Linked DNA regions of Rattus norvegicus: region 2 is linked to region 1. The links are chromatin contacts, called in public Hi-C maps. All regions are on one chromosome and are shown on one strand. The core of a region is the stretch at or near the end of the contact, and the rest is flanking DNA. Distances in the headings are between cores, read along the strand shown. Region 1 holds the start of Vegfa (vascular endothelial growth factor A). Region 2 has its middle 140 kb from the start of Mrpl14.

Region 1 (5,049 bases), core at 391-2,890:
GTTCCCAACAGGTACCAGCATCCCACGGAGCCTCAGTACTGTGTGCAGAGGGATGGAGATGGTGGAGTAACCTTTTCGGGGGACCAGTAGGAAGACTGTTGGCTCCCTTTCTCAGAAGCTCAGCAGACCTGGGTGAGGGCTGGGACTGGTTGGTCCCTCTCTTCCCACAGGTATCAGAGCCCCCTCTTGTTCCCAGGGGAGCCTAGGAGCAGCTGGGCCAAAGCCCAACCAGGAATTTTTCCAGGCTGGTTCCTATATCCAAGGGTGGGCTGGAGGTGGGGGCTTTGGGGAGCTCTTAAGGAAGACACGAGGAGGTGAAGGGGACTTTGTGGAAAGGGAGGGGACAGAGCCACACAGGCTAAGTGTACAAGCATAGAGAAATGGCCAAGGGTCCTAGGTAGAATGGGAGGGGGCAGAGTACAACCCTGAACTCTGTTTAGAAGATGAACTGTGAGCCTAGGCTAGAACTGAGGGAGCCTTACCTCTACTCCCATCCTACCCGGAGTTGGTGGCAGCGCTGGGCAGCTGGCCTAACTACGTTTCTGAATGCTAGGGTAGGTTTGAATCACCACGCAGGCCTGGCCTGCTTCTGCCCCCATTGGCACACTGGCCTTAGTTCCCTGGCAACATCTGGGTGTTTGTGTGTGGGGGGTGTGATCAGGAGGAACAAGGGCTTCTGTCTGCCCAGCTGTCTCTCCCTCAGGGCTCTGCCAGACTCCACAGTGCATACGTGGGCTTCCACAGGTCGTCTCCCTCCGGGCCACTGACTAACTGCTCGGCTTCCCGTTCTCAGTGTCACACATTTGATGCCATATCCTCTCCAGAGAAGCCTCTCTGGAAACTTCCCAGGGAATCCCATTCACCCCAGGGCCCTAGTTCCTTATGTATGAAGATCAGACAAGAGCTCAGATAAGCATACTTGCCTTCCACGTAGCCCCCCGCCCCATATATAATCCTAGAGTTTCTGTTTCCGAGGTCAAACAAGCAACTGTTGGGGGGTGGGTGTTAGAAACACGCAACTATTTGGGAAGTCAAAGCCTGCGGTGCTCAACAGTCAACTCTCACCCCCTGTCCAAGACCCGTGCCATTTGAGCCAGAGTTGGGGTGTGCATAATGTAGTCACTAGGGGGCGCTCGGCCATCACGGGGAGATCGTGAACTTGGGCGAGCCGAGTCTGCGTGAGGAAGGACGCGTGTGTCAATGTGAGTGCGTGCGTGCATGTGCGTGTGTGTCTGGGTATAGTGTGTTTGTGAGGTAGGGGAGAAGACCAGGGGTCACTCCGGGTGTCCGTCTCCCCATACGTCCTTGCCAGCTCTCCGCCTCCCCCCCCCCCCACTTTCTCCTACATTCCTGGGAAAGGAAATTGCCCTCACTCTCCTGTCTCCCCTGATTCCCAACACCCTGGGATTCCCAGTGTGTCCCCGAGCCAAGTTTGAAGGGGTGGACAGATAATTCTCAGGCTATGGACCCTGGTAAGGGGTTTAGATTTCTATTTCGCAGTAGTGGCCTAGGGGCTTCTGAAAGGCGGTGCCTGGTTCGGCCTGGCCTCGCCCCCGGGGCGGGCCTGGGGCGGGGCCTTTGGGGGCGGGGCCAGATTTCCTTTTTTTTCCACCGCTGTTACCGGTGAGAAGCGCAGAGGCTTGGGGCAGCCGAGCTGCAGCGAGGCCGCGGCGCTGGGGGCGAGCTGAGCGGCGGCAGCGGAGCTCTGTCGCGAGACGCAGCGACAAGGCAGACTATTCAACGGACTCATCAGCCAGGGAGTCTGTGCTCTGGGATTTGATATTCAAACCTCTTTTTTTTTTCTTAAACTGTATTGTTTTACGCTTTAATTTATTTTTGCTTCCTATTCCCCTCTTAAATCGTGCCAACGGTTTGGAGAGGTTGCTCCTTCACTCCCTCAAATTACTTCGGATTTTGGAAATCAGCAGAGGAAAGAGGTAGCAGGAGCTCCAGAGAGAAGTCAAGGAAGAGAGAGAGAGAGAGAGACCGGTCAGAGAGCGCGCTGGCGAGCGAACAGAGAGAGGGACAGGGGCAAAGTGACTGACCTGCTTTTGGGGGTGACCGCCAGAGCGCGGCGTGAGCCCTCCCCCTTGGGATCTTTCATCGGACCAGTCGCGCTGACGGACAGACAGACAGACACCGCCCCCAGCCCCAGCGCCCACCTCCTCGCCGGCGGGCAGCCGACGGTGGACGCGGCGGCGAGCCGCGAGCAGGAGCCGAAGCCCGCGCCCGGAGGCGGGGTGGAGGGGGTCGGGGCTCGCGGGATTGCACGGAAACTTTTCGTCCAACTTCTGGGCTCTTCTCTCTCCGGAGTAGCCGTGGTCTGCGCCGCAGGAGGCAAACCGATCGGAGCTGGGAGAAGTGCTAGCTCGGGCCTGGAGAAGCCGGGGCCCGAGAAGAGAGGGGAGAAAGAGAAGGAAGAGGAGAGGGGGCCGCAGTGGGCGCTCGGCTCTCGGGAGCCGGGCTCATGGACGGGTGAGGCGGCGGTGTGCGCAGACAGTGCTCCAGCCGCGCGCGCGCCCCAGGCCCCGGCCCGGGCCTCGGTTCCAGAAGGGAGAGGAGCCCGCCAAGGCGCGCAAGAGAGCGGGCTGCCTCGCAGTCCGAGCCGGAGAGGGAGCGCGAGCCGCGCCGGCCCCGGACGGGCCTCTGAAACCATGAACTTTCTGCTCTCTTGGGTGCACTGGACCCTGGCTTTACTGCTGTACCTCCACCATGCCAAGGTAAGCGGTCGTGCCCGCCTGGTGTCGCCGGGCCATGGCGAGCGCCTCTCCCGCTTGGGGACGTGCGTGCGTGCGAGCGCGCGCGTGGGGGGCTTCGTGCCCCACGCGGGTCCTTGGGCACCGGGCGCGAGGCGTCCCCCTCTGTCGTCGTACGTGGAGGGGGAGGGGGTGCGCGCTAGGTGGGAGGGCGCCAGGATAGTCTCGCCGCCCACGCGGGCCCTGCCCACCCACCAGAGTCACCGCACGTACGATCTGGGCCGAGCAGCGGAGGGCGGGAGCCAGAGGAGGAGGCTGAGGGGGCTGGGCTTGCGCCCGAGCTGGCGGCAGAAGTTTGCTCTGGGTCGCGGGTCCCGGGAGAACTGGAAGTCCGGGCAGAGGGGGCGGGAGTCCGGAGCCCAGCGGGCATGCCTGGGGGTGCTCGGACCTTGGACCGGGGGAGGGCAGAGATCGTGGAGGGGGCAGGGCGCCGGCGACCGAGGGGGCTTTGCTGTCACTGCCATTCGGTCTCTTCGGCCTTTGCAGTGAGTTTGGGGAAAGTTTTAGGATGGATTACTGCGGGGACCCTCTCCCACCCCTCTAGCTTGTTGGGCCACCTGCGCCGCGCCACCCCCTCCCGTCCCCGCTCGCGTCCCGCGCGGTGCCCGCCCTCCCCCGCCTGGCCGGGCGCGCGCGGCGCAGAGCCGATTACATCAGCCCGGGCCTGGCCGGCCTCGTGTTCCCGGAGCCGCGGCTGCTGGAGCCCGGAGACCCGGGCGACAAGCGGCGCCCCTCCCCCACCGGCCCTCCGCGAGGAAGGTGACCTCTGGAGGTATCCCCAGCTCCGGGACCGGGAGAAACTCCCATACCCCTTTCCTCCGTTCCCAACTTCTACCCGTGCCTTGCTCTAGGCAGAATTACCCGACGCCCCTTCCCCCTTTCCCCCATTTCCTGCCTGGTGTGCAGAAAAGCCCTTCCCACCCTTTTATATTTTCCTTTTCCTTGCGAAGACTCATCGGACCCTTCCTGGCCCCAGGGCCCAGGAAAAGGACGGTGACTGTCAGACGTGGGGGTGTTGGGGCCCACCCTCGGGTTCTTTGTGGAAACGCTGACCTAAGTTTTGAGTTGGTGAAGGTGTGCTTCCCTCTCCTCCTAGCAGCTCCAGTTAGCTGTGTTTCACCTTTTTTTTGGGGGGGGGGCGGTCAACGAAGGGTGGACTGACATCACCCTATTTCCCCCGTTTTGGAAACATGACTTGATATTTGCTAAGACAGGGGCAGCCTGGAACCAGCCCTTTCCTACTCCTTTGACAGGATCCCTTGTCAGTATCTCACACACACTTTGTCCTGGCAAAGCCTGATGCCCAGAGAGCAGGTGGTTTAACTCTGAACTTACCCACCCAATTTGCCTACTAAAGGGTCCTTTGATGCTCGTTTCCTCTAATTCTCAGCTATAGAGCCTTCTTGGAAAGGAGGCAGAAGGAAGGAGAAGGGCAGGTGTCCCTGCCACCATCCAGAGGTCCCCAGACCCTGGCACAAAGGCCTTGGTTCTGGGCCTTCATGTGGGGAGGAGGGCAGGAGTGCTTGGCCACAGTGTGACCTTCAGAGGCCCCCAGAGAAGGACACCTGGCCAGTCCCTGCCTAGAACCTCCCCATCTGGGAAGGGGTTCAAAGTTTCTGTTTCCTTTCTCCACTGGGGTCTAGACAGAGGAGGAAGGAGAATGTCATGAGGCTATTGAGGGGGTATTTGAGGGCCTGATGAAGTGCAGAATCCAGGACCAACCTGGGGCAGCTGCAGTGGGAGGCTATGTCTTGAGAAGGGCCACCTCTGACCTTGGCCCTGGTGGCAAGGCTGAGGGCCCTGGATGGATTGCTCTTAGGAAAAAGAGACAGAGACAGACCAAGGGTGGGAGTCTGTCCCTCTGGGGCAGTTGGAGGTCCAGGTTGGTGTGAAGCAGGTGGATGGGGAGTTGTAGCAACAGGAGACCCTCAGGAAGGCCAGGAGCCTTGGCTTGCTTGCCACGTCAGGGCCACAGGGCCTTCTTGGTGACCTTCAGAGGTTCTGGGGAGGGGAGAGAGGAACTGGTGGGGATGAGGAAGGTTGGAGGGCTCAGGGTGGGGCAAAGGACCCCCTGGCAGAACTGAGGAGAAAGCTTCCCTGGGTACATTTAAGCAAAGTGCCCTGCCCAGGTGAGAGGCTCCGGGATGTGGGAGTGGGAGGCTAGCCAGGCTTTGGAAGCTGCAATCGGGACCTGGGCAGACCTGGGACCTGGGGTGGGAGGAGAATGGGACTCTCCCTTCCTTAGGAGCTTCCTCCCAGCTTTTCACCCCTTGAGCAACCTGTGGGTATGCTG
Region 2 (5,611 bases), core at 1,355-3,854, 220 kb after region 1:
TGGGACCTGCCCTAAGTCCCATCTATCCCCTCACAGTGGCAATCCAGGGCGAAACTCAGAGAGTAGACCAGGAGCTGTGTGCTAGAGGATAATAGAACACGGTTGCATTCAGTGTGAGAATACCGTGCTGCTGGTTTATGTGGAAAGTTCAGTTTGCATTCGTGTGTGTGTGTGTGTGTGTGTGTGTGTGTGTGTGTGTGTGTGTTCATATGTGTGTGTGCATGCAATACATGAATGTATATGTGTGGAAGCTAGACCTTCACATGAGTATCTTCCCCTTGTCTCTCTTCAGTTTAAGTTTGTGGCAAGCTCTCTCACTGAGCCTGGGCCACATCACTTAGGCCAGACTGGCTGCCTGTGAACCCCAGAGACCCTCCTGTCTCTGCACCCAGTGCTGCCTCTCCCTCCCCAGCCATTTACCTGGGTGCTGGGGAGCGTAGATCAGGTCCTCGTGTACCTACCGAGCTGCCTGTCTCCCTGGACCACTGAGTACGTAGAGATGCATTCTGGAGTCATGGCAGTGACAGGTCACAGAGCAATAGCAATACGTGTGTGTGTGTGTGTGTGTGTGTTTGTGTGTGTGTATACATGTATACAAATGTCCGTGTGTGCGCAGAGCCCCCCACAGCAAGTAAAAGCCACCAAAATGTTCATGACTCTATCTCAGTGGTGAATTCTTGCAGGGTCACTGAAAGTTGGGCTTTACTCATAGTAAGAAAAAAATATTTATTTAAGAAAAACAAAAGGCATTTTTCTGACCTGGGTTTGGATACATCATCTCCTCCCATCCCTGCTATGTGATGTTCAGCAAGGATTTGTTAGGTAGGGTTCATTGCAGCTGAAACGCAGGGAGGTATGGTGAGGGCTGGCAGAGCTCCCCACGGGTCAAGCCCTCAGCAATGGCTGCTGGGTGTTAAAGGGGTCATGGCGGGGGGGGGGGGAGCTGGATGCACAGGGGAATGGTTCCTTCTCATCCTGCACATTTCAGTCTTTCCTGCCCTCAGTAGAGAGAGGTGAATATTGCTCAGATTCGGGCTGCGTAGATGACTCAGTGCTTGCTGTGCAAGCATCAGGACTTGTGTTGGATCCCGAGTGCTCAGGTGAAAAGCTGGACTGGGTAATAAATGCCTATAATCCCAGCACTGCAGAGGCAGGGGCATCCACGGGGCCTGCGTGATAGTCAGAGCTCTGAACCACAGAGCTCCAGGTTCAGTGAGACCCTCTCCATAACAATCGGCCACTGAATGAGCGACCCAATGTCAGGCTCTGGCCTCCACACACATACACTAATATGAACCTATGTACACACACAAACTCCAAATATATCTGTATATATTCACAGGCACAGCCACAAACACGTGTGCGTAAACATGAACATATACACACATATGCAACATACACACAAGCTCCAGATGTGTGTGTTTACACACACACACACACACACACACACACACACACACACACACACACACACACACACCACACACAGTGCTTGGGTTAACAGCCCAAGCCCCTATTTTATGCTTAATGTTAAGTTCTGTTGGAAGTCGAAGAGAGGGGAATGTGGGGTGCTTCTTTATACAGGACACTAGTTCCTACAAGAAGCGCCCCCCCCATTCTGTAGCCAGCCCAGGATCTGAACAATTTCCATAAGCCACATCAAGATACTAGCTTTGAGGAAGGGCAGGCTTGAAGGTTAATGCTGCCACACCTCCCATAGTTGAGCAGGGTAGGAAGAAGGGAGTGCCCGATGCTGAGACACGGGTAGTAAGGGGAGAAGGCCAGCCTTCCCTATTTTGGGAGGTTGGAAGCAGCAGGTGTCTGGCTGGTGCTGGGACATGTGAACCCTCCCATCAGGGGCCATGTGGCCAGCAGCAGGGCAGCCTGGTACTGCCAGGTACAGCCGGGCTCCAGAGAACCCACCAGCCATGTGGAGAAGATCTGGTTTCTCAGCAATGGCCCAAATCACAACATGGATAGTCGAAAAGCCACCTGACTCTACCCTGTTCCCACTGCCTCCTTCACCCACCCACCCACCCCCCAGAAAACCTCCTCAGGCAAGCAAGCTGCAGAAACCAGGAAATCAAGAGCATTCCCCTTCCACCCCTGGTCCAAGTAGTGGCGACAGCTCTACCATTCTAGGGTTTCTTAAACACAGCTTCTGTCTGCGGAAGCCTGAAGGGAAGTCAACATCCAAAAAAAAAAAAAAAAAAAAAAACTTGTCCACAGTGACCTAGGCTGCTACAGGTGGCTGGTGACAGCCAAGGGTGATCAGTCCCTGTAGGAACCTGGTTATTTTAGGCTGGGCATCAGAAGCAGGAGACTTCCCGAATGAAAATAACCTTCCCTGGGTGTCACTCCCGAGACATATTCTGTTCCCGGTGGCCTGCTTGTCACAGGGTACTGTTCTGCCTGCCCCTCCCAGGCAGGATAACCAGGGCCAGGATGGCCTTCCAGCCAGGAGAGGGGGGTACGGGGGGGAGGGGGGGTGACAGCAGAGACACAAGCCGTGTTTCCTAATCAGGACCTTGCAGGAACACAGCACTGGTCTCCAGGGTCACAGAAAGTAGCCTGCCACTGGCCAAACTCCTCCTCCTCCAGCTCTGCAAAGCCCTTTGTCTCCACCTGCTTCCCCAGTGTGTGGTCAGTCATTTCTTGTGGTCTGGGGCTCCCCCTAAGAGTCAAAGTCCCCAGGGGATAGTCCCTGTGTTCTTCAAACTGGCAAACTCTGAGGCCGGGCTCTGTCTTCCTCGGACTAGAGCTGCCTGATGTCAGACAGTGTCTCCCTCAGACCAGGTCTCTCTGAGGACAGCAGTCAGAATTAGAGCTCTCCCAGATGGGGCTGTGTCCCACTCAATCTGGGGCTCCTTCAGGGTAGAGGCCAGGCCTCTCATGTTTTCTGGCACAGTCTGGAGAAAGTTTACCAGAGCTCAGGAGTTCCTGGTCATCAGTCTTTAGATACAGTTCTCTGGGGCTAAGAAGTTTCGACACTTGGAAGGTTCTGCCTCCATTACTTCAGGGCATTTGTCCGACTCCTCAGACTGTCCCCAGGGTGGAGAGGAAACAGTGGTTCCTGCCCTCAGACCAGTGTGAGACTTAAATGAGATAATACGAACAAGAGTCTTGGCGAGGTGCCTAACTGAGAGGGCAATTAAAAAGTAAAGAAAGGACTGGAGTCTTGAGCCATTTGTCAGTTAGACAGAGCCCCAGGCCATATGACCCTGAAGTCTAGGGCCAAGACAGGCCCTGGAAGGCCCCAGAGTGACCTGGGTCACTGTCCGGGCTAGGGATCCTCTAAGATTCCAGTCTGCAGCTGTCTAGAGACACAGTTCAGGCAACACCCTGCAGCAAGACCCATGCTCTGTGTCCTCTTCGCCACGCTCTAGCTTGTGGTCTGGGGCTCCTTCAGGGCAGGGCCAGGATCTAGCTTGCAGCCCCTGCCTTGAACTCCCAGCTTCAGTCACCCCACGATGCTATGGACCCTCTCTCTGCCTCTCCCACCATGTGGAAGAGCCCAGATTCTTTCTACAAGTGATGGCGTGATACTTCTGAGCTGGACAGAGGACCCCGGGCCAGGAGCAGACAGCATAAATATATCTGGGGAGTTTACATTGTCGGGGGCTTGGAGCGCTCATCACTCTGTGAGCTCTGCCCCTGTTTATTCCCTGAGAGTTCATGACCAGGGCGCCACCGCTGGAGGGAGGTGGAGGGAATCTTTGGGTGGCTGCAGCTGCAGGGACATCAGTGTGCTGAAGGAGCCTGGGAAAGCCCGAGAGCCTGTAGGCCACACCCTCCCACCTCCTCCAGCTGCACCAGCCCTGCTCCAAATGATGCTGTTTGCAGGAGAGAGACCCGGGATAGAGCAGCCTCCCTGGACTTGCGAGTGGAGGCCCTTGGCCATCCTACCCTCTGGCCTCAGCCCCACCCAGCCCCAGCCCTCGAGTGCACCCTCTCAGGTCAAGCTAAGTGAGTTCTGGCTTGGGCAAACCTTTATTTAACAGCTGCTCCTGTAACGTGCTCAGGGCTCTTTTCTGGGCTTACAGCAGTTCCCACCACTCTATCTTCCACACCCTCTGAGGTGCAGCCTGAACCAGGACTGTCTTGGACTGCCTGGGAGGGTGGGAACCCAAAGGCTATTCTGGCTGTCCATAGTGCTTCCATTCAGGGTCAACTGGACGGTGGTAATAGCCTCTCAGGGGCCTGCATGGGATCCACCTAGCAGAGAGAGAAACAGAGGCAGAGCGTTGGGGCAGTTGCTCACAGGTACTCAGCTGGTGAGGTTAAGATTCGAGCTGAGCTCTAGATGGCTCTGTCTTCTCTGCCTACCCAGAGCCTGACTCTTACCTAGTGTGCAAGGACACCTCCCCAGAGCAGATAGGAGACACCCAGACATTCCTGTCAGAAGATGAGATCGCAGCCATTCGTTTCCATTTTCACAAAGTCTCACACCAAACAGGGAAGAGGGGAAACCCAATAACATCAGGCACACTGCTGCCCAGAGGAGAGTGAGCCAAGGATACCTGCTTCTGTCTGTTCTAAGTCCTAAATCTCCCCCCCCCCCATCTCACTCTGCTCCTCACTGCGCCTCAAGGACCCCTGGTGTCCTTATGACAAAGAGGCAAGGTGACTTGTCTAAGGTCATACTGCTAATGGCAGAGCCTGTATTAGAACTCAGAGCCCCTGTGCTGCAGGCCAGGAAAAGAGGTTAAAAGCTGGGTGTGGTGGCTGAGGCAGATGGATCTCTGAGTTTGAGGGCAGCCTGGTCTACATAGTGAGTGCCAGGCCAGCCAGGGCTACATAGTGAGACCCTGTCTAAAAAAAAAATAGCAAAATAGAACTGGAAACGTGGTTCGGTGATTGAGATCGAACACTTGTTGCTCTTACAGAGGACCCCTGGTTTGATTCCCAGCATGCACATGGTGGCTCACAACCATCCATCACTCCAGTCCCAGACGATCCAACTCCCTCTTCTGGCCTCCACGGGCACCAGGCATGCAAGTGGTGCACAGACTTTCATGCAACAAAAACACCTGTACACATAAAATAAAGAAGCTTCCAAATTCTTTAAAATAAGTTAGTCGAGGTTTTTTTTTTTTTTAATTAACTTAAGTAGTTCTTATTTACATTTCGAGTGTTATTCCCTTTCCCGGTTTACGGGCCAACATCCCCCTAACCCCTACCCCTCCCCTTCTTTATGGGTGTTCCCTTCCCCATCCTTCCCCCATTGCCGCCCTCCCCCCAACAATCACGTTCACTGGGGGTTCAGTCTTAGCAGGACCCAGGGCTTCCCCTTCCACTGGTGCTCTTACTAGGATATTCATTGCTACCTATGAGGTCAGAGTCCAGGGTCAGTCCATGTATAGTCTTTAGGTAGTGGCTTAGTCCCTGGAAGCTCTGGTGAGGCTGGTTTTTGAATACTAGTTTCAACTATGAGTGTGTGAGTGTGAGCATATTGAGTGTGCATACACACACACATGCACACATACACTCATGCACACACACATGCACACACACATGCACACACACATGCACACACACATGCACACACACACGCACACACACACACACACACGCACATACACACACACACACACACACACACACACACATG

The links. Hi-C and Micro-C count contacts between places; a contact is called where the count stands out from the background.
Region 2: a Hi-C map of psoas muscle shows a contact between it and region 1, with 6 times the contacts expected there. The contact joins the enhancer-like site here to the promoter of Vegfa in region 1. A contact is called at or near these places in 7 of 12 Hi-C or Micro-C datasets (frontal cortex, kidney, liver and 2 more).

Annotation. Positions count from the first base shown.
Region 1 is chr9:22,451,214-22,456,262 of GRCr8, forward strand. It overlaps Vegfa (vascular endothelial growth factor A), which reads left to right and starts at 1,641. Exons shown (of 8, transcript NM_031836.3): 1 at 1,641-2,720. The coding sequence starts at 2,118.
Region 2 is chr9:22,668,722-22,674,332 of GRCr8, forward strand. No RefSeq gene overlaps it. Among named protein-coding and RNA genes, the nearest start is that of Mrpl14, 140 kb to the right of the region's middle. Within about 2 kb of position 2,605, at least 9 of the 93 cell types and tissues checked have an H3K27ac peak or open chromatin away from gene starts, as enhancers often do.